2 separate regions of the Bos taurus genome follow, and region 2 is linked to region 1. The links are chromatin contacts, called in public Hi-C maps. All regions are on one chromosome and are shown on one strand. The core of a region is the stretch at or near the end of the contact, and the rest is flanking DNA. Distances in the headings are between cores, read along the strand shown.

What was found. Hi-C and Micro-C count contacts between places; a contact is called where the count stands out from the background.
Region 2: a Hi-C map of liver shows a contact between it and region 1, with 2.5 times the contacts expected there. The contact joins two enhancer-like sites. A contact is called at or near these places in 2 of 11 Hi-C or Micro-C datasets (liver and an unstated tissue).

Annotation. Positions count from the first base shown.
Region 1 is chr19:49,532,148-49,536,483 of ARS-UCD2.0, reverse strand. No RefSeq gene overlaps it. Among named protein-coding and RNA genes, the nearest start is that of PSMD12, 39 kb to the right of the region's middle. Within about 2 kb of position 2,338, at least 32 of the 102 cell types and tissues checked have an H3K27ac peak or open chromatin away from gene starts, as enhancers often do. A contact at or near this core is called in liver, where this site is marked.
Region 2 is chr19:49,593,249-49,597,584 of ARS-UCD2.0, reverse strand. No RefSeq gene overlaps it. Among named protein-coding and RNA genes, the nearest start is that of METRNL, 44 kb to the left of the region's middle. Within about 2 kb of position 2,449, at least 39 of the 102 cell types and tissues checked have an H3K27ac peak or open chromatin away from gene starts, as enhancers often do. A contact at or near this core is called in liver, where this site is marked.

The sequences.
Region 1 (4,336 bases), core at 1,089-3,588:
ATCAATGACCCGGAGACATCGATCCCTGGGTCAGGAAGATCCCCTGGAGAAGGAAATGGCAACCTACTCTAAAATAGTCTTGCCTAGGAAATCCCATGGACAGAGGAGCCTGGCAAACAGTAGGACATGACTTAGTGACTAAACAAGAACAACAAGGGCAGGGGGTGGAGTGGGAGTATGGGAGATCTTTCTAGAGGCCAGAAGGGATCAACTGGGGAAACCAGGATCACAGGAGGCTTCCTAAGTCCAAGGAATGCAGAGCACTGCACCAGTGGGGTAGCAGTTTTCTCATCTGTACAGAGGAGGGTATATACTCTGGGCTCAGACACCCCTTCCTGCATTCCCTGGAGAACAGCCTGCTCAGCGCCACCTGGTTAGATGTGGTTGGGGCACATCTAAGCTGAGCCGGAACACGGGACATGCAGCCAAGAACCATTGTTGAGAATCCTCCTGGGAGGGTGCGGGCAGGGGTCTGGGCAACAAGACATGTAAGTGACAAGGGTCTGGACCAAGGGTGGGTGCTCTGGGCAAGGCCTCGCACCCCACTCACACACTGCCTGTGGGAGCTCTGGACCCTCACCTGGGATGATCAGAACAGGTAGGTTGGGGCTCAGCCCTGCCCTGAGAGCAGGTAAGTTTCACTGTCTGGAAAGACGGCCTCACAGCAGGTCTACAGGGCACTCAAGCCTGGGGACCTGCTCGCTGCCCAAGGGGACATTCTGGGCAGTCTAACTGGGCACAGATAGGGCACTCTTGGGAGCACCTCCAGACTTTTACTTTATAGGCACGCTGGTGGGACCTGTGGGCCCCCTCAGGTTTCTGCTCATGGCCCCTTGTCCCCACCGAGCCTCTTTCTGTCAACAAAATGCACACACCCCGGGCCCTTTCTCTTAGCAGGATCTTTCATGTTGCACGTGTTGAAACATCTCTACAAGCTGACCAAGGGTCTGTGACTCAGCATTCCTGCTCCCACACAGGTTTGCAGGGATGCCAACGGACATTGGAAATCCCAGGAGAGGCCAGCAGGTGGCCGGGCCCCATGGCCCCTAAGTCCCGGCTCTGCAGCCCTCCAGCCTTCTTCTCTCATCCTTCGACCTGCCGGGGCCATTGGCGTGTTTGATGGCTGTCACTTCTCAAGTTGCTCAGCTCCTTGAGTCAGCTGCTACCAGTGCCCAGCTTGTCTTAATCAGCTACTGGGGGGCTTTGTGGGCCCCACCCGCCACACCCCATGTATCCCCAGGATAGGGTAGTGGGAGGTGAGATGTACCCCAGGAGGTTGGGTGACGCAGCCAGGGAACAGAACCCGCATGCTGGGCCTGCAGAGGCGGGATATGGCCAGCCTCTGAGGGCTGTGGCTGGGTGGGGTGCCTTCTCGAGCTGAGTCACCCGCTGGCACCAGGAAGCCTGGCCGCATGACCTCCAAGCTGAGGCAACTCGGACTTGCTGAATATGAGCAAAGTTACTACTGTTTCCTAGAAGCAACGGGGAGTTGATGAGTTTCACCGAGCGTCTCCTTCCTAGAATGGTCACCATCCTGGGGGCACCTCCAGGGTCAGCGGGGACAGGGTTGACTGAAGTCACATGAAGGGTGGGGACATCTCCACCTGCAGACACTGGGTGCTCCCTTTGAGCAGAGGAAATGGTTTGGACCCGTTTTGCGGATGCATTTGTGAGACAACTTGTCTAAGTATCTTAGATCGAGGAAGAGATGAAGCTTACAGGACCCAGGAACTGCTTGCACACTCATATACACAGACACACACACTGTGAGATACACCCAGACACTCACTCACAGGGAACACATCCACACCTCACACCCCTGCACGCTCATAGACACCCACCCTCCCAGCCCTGCACACACCCTTGGCCTGATGGACAGGCTGGAGACAGAGGTCCCCAGGCCGACCTGAGACTCCAGGGCTCAGAACAGAAATGGCAAGAACATGCTGACTTTCTGCCTCGGCCCGTTCAGGGCCGCCATGTGTGCACCCTGGGTCCTGCCCCTGACCTGAGCCTCTACTCTCTCATCCATGAAGCAGGCATCAAGGGCTGACCAGGTTGCTTAAGTGGATCCACCCCTGAAGCATCAAACACGGAGGGCAGAAAACACGGGGATGAGATAGAGGGTTTCCCAGAGCTCTGGCCTCTGCGTTAGTTCACCCAGCCCTCCCAGGACCGCAGCCTGACCACTCACCCTGAGCGCACACTCCCCAGCCAGCAGGGGAGCCTCAGCAACCAGCTGGGGCTGCAGCGAAGGCTGCAGGGAGTGGGGGTCCCATGGGGAGGAAGCCCAGCCCGCTGCCCTTCCAGCGCTCCTGCATCGCCACCTGCTGGCCACAAGGAGCCTCGGTGTGCGCCCGGCACAAGCCCTGGGCATCAGCCCAGGTTCCTGGAGCCCCCCAACAGGTTCAAGACAGTGGGTAGGGGTGTAGGCTGGCAAGGCCAGGGACCTGGCCCCCAATTTCTCAAGTCAGGAAGGGCAGAAGCAAAGCTTTGGCGCCAGGAGCTGGGCTCTGTTCCCAGACTTCCTCTTGGAAATGGGAGAGCGCAGGAGGGCTGGACGCTGAGCCACGGTGACCGTGGCTCCCTGCCCCAGTCCTCTGCAGGCCCCAGAGCTGAGGCATCTCCTTGATAAAGCAGGGTTCAGGTAAGGACATAGGCTCTCATGGAATGGGTCAGCTGATTCCTGGACGCACCCAGAGCTCCAAGGATATGGCCTGATCTCTAGTTCAAGAAGTGACCCTTGGCAGGACACCCCAAGTCAGCGAACAGGCTGCAAAGGGTGCGAAAGAATATTTGGGGGAAACTGCTGCAAGTTTTGTGTGGCTTATGAGTGTGTACCTCTAATTCCACTCGAGATAGTGCATTGCCTTTTCACCAAGCTGCACAATCTCTCTGCCTCTGGGCTTCTGCATTCCCGCTGCCTCTGCTCAGCTGCACAGCTCCTCCACACCCAGGTGACAGCAGCCCCGCCCTACCCCCCCCCCCCACACACACACTGGGGGTGTTCCTGGGTCTTGCTCCTTTGTTATTCAGGAGCCTGGTGTCATTCTTTGTAAAAGCTGACTCTTAACTAAATACAAGAGTGTTAACAGTTCACCTAAAAAAAATACATTAAAGCTTAACTGAACCAGATCTCTAGTCTCCAGGACACTCAGCTACAACTTGGCACTTATTCAAGTCCATTTCAACTCATTACTTCACCTAACTTGTTTCTCAACCCAGCTCCAGAGAACAGTTTTTTGCCTTACCTGGATTGCTGCTTGGAGTTGAAAAATACCAGATTTCACAACTTGGGGAGGGGCTGAACAGGGGAGGAGAACAGGGATGAAGCCCAGGTGCTCCATCCGTCCAGCAATGTCCAGAGCTGACTCCTGGAGGAGAGCCCACCCCAGGCACAGGCAGGCCAGAGCCAGGTGGGCCGGGTGGACGCCTGTGATGGCTGATGTGGTGGCTCCAAGACACTGCATTTCAGACGTGTTAATGAGGGGTTAACCAGACACATGCTTCAGACCGTCACACTCTCCCTAAGTTTCTGGGCCTCAGAAATACATCAGAGGTCAGACAGGGGGAGACCCAGCTTTGCCTCCAAGGTCCAGAAACCCAGGGGAAAACACTTGAGGCCACATCGCTGGGAAGGATGTGTGTTGGTGACTTTCTGAGTGACAGGAAGCATGTTTCCTGCATCACCTTTAAAGTCAGGCTGCTGCTGGTGCTGCTGCTAAGTCGTTTCAGTCGTGTCCGACTCTGTGTGACCACATAGACAGCAGCCCACCAGGCTTCCCCGTCCCTGGGATTCTCCAGGCAAGAACACTGGAATGGGTTGCCATTTCCTTCTCCAATGCATGAAAGTGAAAAGTCAAAGTGAAGTTGCTCAGTCGTGTCCGACTCTTCGCGACCCCATGGACTGCAGCCCACCAGGCTCCTCCATCCATGGGATTTTCCAGGCAAGAGTACTGGAGTGGGGTGCCATAGCCTTCTCTGTTAAAGTCAGGCACCTGACTCCAAATGATCCTGGCAAAGGATGCAAAACATGATTTCCCTGTTATGAGATTGAAAGGGAAGAACCAGGAAGAAGGGAGGAGCAGAGGGGAGACAGGCTGTGAACGCTGCCCTCCTGCAGCCCCTCTGAGAACTGGAGTCAGTGGTGCTTCCCAAGGGACCCCAGTGTCACTCCACCAGCCACCCTGCCTGAGATGCTGCTCCTCCTGTCCAAGCAGGCCTCTTGCTCTTCCCATAGTGCCTATTCAACCAGTGCCACTTCTGGGCATCCCCCAGTGCTCCAGTATGGTGCCCAGCTTTGGGGTTCATGCCTTGGGGCTGACCCTCACCTGTG
Region 2 (4,336 bases), core at 1,200-3,699, 61 kb before region 1:
CACATGTGCTCGTCCCCTCGGGGCCACAGCCCACTCTTGCCCTTTTCCTTCTTTGGGGCCTGGGCTGCCGGGGTTGGGCGCCCACGTGAGCCTGGGCCATCCTGACTCTTGTCCAATGACACGCAGCTGATGGGAAGGGACCCCCCTGGCCACAGGCGGGACAGGAGAGCATCAGGAAGTATAGTGACTAAAATGGGTTGAAACGCGATAAATAAATTACAATGCATGAGTCCATGGCTATCCAGAAAATAATGAAAACTTGGAGGGGGAAAAAAACATAAGGAGCTCTCAGTAACCTTTGGGAAATGCCGGAAACCAACACGTTACTCAAAAAAATGGGTAAGGAAAGGAAAGCAGCAGTCATTTATCCTGCTTTTCCTGAATGAACAGTAACCACACAGTCAAGAAGGTTCTTAGAGAAACACCCAGCTGACAGATACAGGGAGGTAGGGAAGGTAAAAGCAGCCTTGGACAGCCCTGGACCCTTGGTCAAGGGCAACATCCTTGAGGAAGCCCCCAGGAGACATGCCGGGAAGCCCAGTGAGGATGTGCTCTTGCGGAAAAGCGAACCTGCTCCTACTGCTGCTGCTAAGTCGCTTCAGTCGTGTCCGACTCTGTGCAACCCCATAGACGGCAGCCCACCAGGCTCCCCCGTCCCTGGGATTCTCCAGGCAAGAACACTGCAGTGGGTTCCATTTCCTTCTCCAAGGAATGAAAGTGAAAAGGGAAAGTGAAGTCACTCAGTCGTGTCTGACCCTCAGCGACCCCATGGACTGCAGCCCACCAGGCTCCTCCGTCCATGGGATTTTCCAGGCAAGTGTACTGGAGTGGGGTGCCATTGCCTTCTCTGAAAGCGAACCTGACGTGGAGCAATCTCTGTGTCCATCACAGGCTTGCAGGAAATATTGGCACAGAAGGATAGCCAGGCAACCTGGGGACCCAGCCCGCTGGAGCCAGGATGTGGTACATTCTACAGGGCAAGCAACAAGAAATTGCTTCAACAAGAAATTAAAACGAAGGAGTGTTATTCATAAAGCTTGGGGTGTATTAACACATTGCCTTTTTTAGACTCTGGATTCTGATGTTTAAAAACAACAGCTGTATGAAATGAGACAACTGGGGAATTCTGGACATGGGCCGTTTATTTGGTTTCAAGACTACTAAATTTTTAGGTGATAATGGTAGTGTGGTTAAATTCTTTAAAAGTGCATCTATTTTGGCAGCATTTACAGGCAAATGTGGTACGTGCGAAGGTGGGGCAGAGACGGAATAAGACAGGCCAAGGGTTGAGCGTTGCTGAAACTGGGTAACGGGACGTTGGGCTCATCATACTGTTTTTGTCTACTTTTGCATTTATGTTTGAAATTTTCCATAGTAAAAACTTTAAAAATCAATGCCCCCATGGAGCTTACAGACTGGCTTTGCTGTGCGTGTTTGTGAGGCGGATAAATGAGAATGCTGCACCGTGTATTAATTCAAGGGGGAGGGAGAGTAGGTGTAGGGGGCGTTATGATTTAAGTTGTGGGGCGGGTCTCACTGAGGAAGTGACTGGAGATAGGGGTGGGTGGGGGTGAAGAGCAGTCCAGTCAAGGAGTTGGACATCCAAGGCCAGGGCTGCAAAAGGAGCAGCCTGCCATCCAAGGGGAGGGGTAGGATCCTAGAGAGACCTTGGGTGTCAGGTGGGGGGGATGTGGAGCCCCTGGCAGAGGCTTGGCAAGTGTACCACCATCTGTGGGCTTGATCAAGACCAAGGGTGCAGATCAGCTGACTGGAGTCAAGTCGGTGAACAAGGCAGAGCAAATAGGGCTGGCCCAGGGCTGGTGGTGGCGTGTAGGGCTAAGTTCTGAGAAGCCCAAGGAAGAAGAGCGTCACCCGGATGCCACCCTAGGGGTCAGACTCAGGGGAATCTGCCCGCTGGGGCCCCGCCCCCATGGTGGCAGTTTCCTCCTCTGGCTCTGCAATCCGTTCCACACACTCTCACCTCTGGCAATACCCAGGGGGCGACTGCCGCCACCTTACAAGTCTTCAGGATGAAGCAGCAGCCCGAGGGCTCTGGGACAGGTCCTTTAGCTGCTTCCCACCTGCGTGGGGGCAGTGGCCCCCGCAGGGCCAGCCATGCTCGTCCCCCTGTTGCAGGCGCAGGGCTATTGCAGTGCCCTCATGTCTCACATCCTCTGAGCGGCTGTGGTCAGACGGCTCCCCTGGCCCACGATGCGTCACTCCCAACCACTTTTCCTGCCGCGCCCTGGGTTCCTGGCCGCCTGGGTCCTTGGAGAACCGAGATTCTAGCTCAGCCTCGGCGCCTCTGGAGGCATCAGCTGGAACTTTGCCCCGAGAGGGTGAATTGCAACACAGGGAGATAAACGGCTGTGTCGGCATATTTCCACCACGTGCTCAGTGCTGGGCAGGCCTTGCATTAAAGCAGAAATGTGCAGCATCAGCAGGAAACATCTGCGTGGGGTGGGGATGGGCTGCCAGGAGAGACAGTCCCGCGCCCTCAGACACGGCTCCTACAGCAGGTGGAGCCCAGCCTGACCTGGCCCGGGGAGGAGGGTCCCTGCAGTGGAGCTTGAGTGGGGAGGGTAGGGAACCCGGGTGGGCTACTCAGGTCTGGTCTCCGTCCTTCCACTCGGGCAGGGGGGCTCAGGTGCCTGCCGGAAGCTCTATTTCCCTGTGAGTTTGGTAGGAGGATCAGCCCCTCGTGGGCGGTGAGCAAAACTTCCTGTTAAGGCAGCATCTTGGGGCTCATCCCTAGGTTGTCTTGTCCATCTGCTCCCGTGCAAACACCCCTAGGCTCCTGCTCTGAGCCCTGGGTGCTGCTGGACACTGGTGCTGCTGGCTGTCCAGTATGACAGCCCCACAGCTGTGGAGGCAGCCAGGCCTGGGCAGTGTGGCCAGGTGGGGTCTCCTCCTCAAAACAGCTCCTTGTCCCTGTTTCATAGACAAGAAACTGGGGGAAGGTGGTGAAGCGTTTGGCGAGGTTGGGCCAGCTCAGAGCTCCACGGTTCAGCTGGGCTTACCGCCACCTCTGACCCAAGGTTTCTATAATAAGCTGACAGCCATCAGTCCCTTTAACTATACCCCTTGCCATGGACAGTCACTGAGAATTCACCTCCTGGAGCTCAGAGCAGGTGGCAGTGAGGGTCAGAGGTCAGGACCAGGGACACCTGCCACCACCCACACCAGCTAGCTTAGGTTTCGTAGTTCACACAGAAGGTTGGAGCTTATCCCACTTCATCTCACACCACAGTGAGATTTACTGTTTGGAGTGTTTGTGAAGAGAGTGGAGGGCTCTGGCCTCATCCGAGGTGGCCGGCTTCCCAGGGCCTGTTCTCCTCTAAGTGATGCTGTGCGTTCTGATGGATGCCTGGGCGTCTATGGAGATAGCCTGTTTGTGGTTTTCGGATACTTATGTTGTGTGATTCATAACTTGGTCTATTTCACAGCTGCACAAGATCTGGCTCCTCAAGGAGAACAAGCTTCAACCAGAATCTAGCAAACCAACATTTTAGCTCTGAATTTCAGGGACCAGTTAAGGATCTCCCCCAAGTCTGAGGACTGGTCAAACTGACTTAGTCTTGCCTGATCCCCACCCCACCCCCCAAATTAAAAATAAAGCAACTGCAAAAGTCACCACTGTCATCACTTAAGAGAATGAAATGAGGAAGGAGGAAGTTGCAGAGTAAAAGACACTGCTCACTGCAGTGGTGGTCAGTCCTCACCGGCACAGACATTCAAGACTCTGCCCCGCTTCCCTGACCAGGTCACTGACAAGTTGAAGTCCCTTGAGACCTCAGAGCACTGAGAGGTATAAGGAAAGGACCCTCGGCAGGTGCTGTGTCCTTCAAGAGGCTGCCTGCAATGACTCAGGTTGCCTGGTCTCTCCTGGGCAAGACCGTGGTCACATCTGTCACTGGTCACTCCCTTTGCTGCCCACTCAGGGGCCCACTCCCCAAAGCCACTCCACGATGTGTCCTCCTCTGGGGTGGGTGGGAGCCAGGCCTCTCTCTCTCTGATGGAAAAAGTCACAACTGTGCTTGGAGGGACACTGTGGTCATGACAGAAGTCCCATCCCCCAACCCCACAGAGAAAGACGTTCCCCCTGTAGCCCATCTGAGGGAGGGGGCCCTGCTCAGCCACATCTCTACTCCACCCCACTCCCCTGAGAGGGCAGGTGCTGGGGGTGTCCCTCCCTAGGGTAGTCCTAAACCCCACGGACATAGGGTCCTGGAGACCTTCTGGGGCTCCAGGACCATCCTGTGACTCATGTGCGCATTTCACCTGTCTGTGGAGTTTAAGACATGATTGAGCATGTGTGTCCGGCAGTGGATACCTC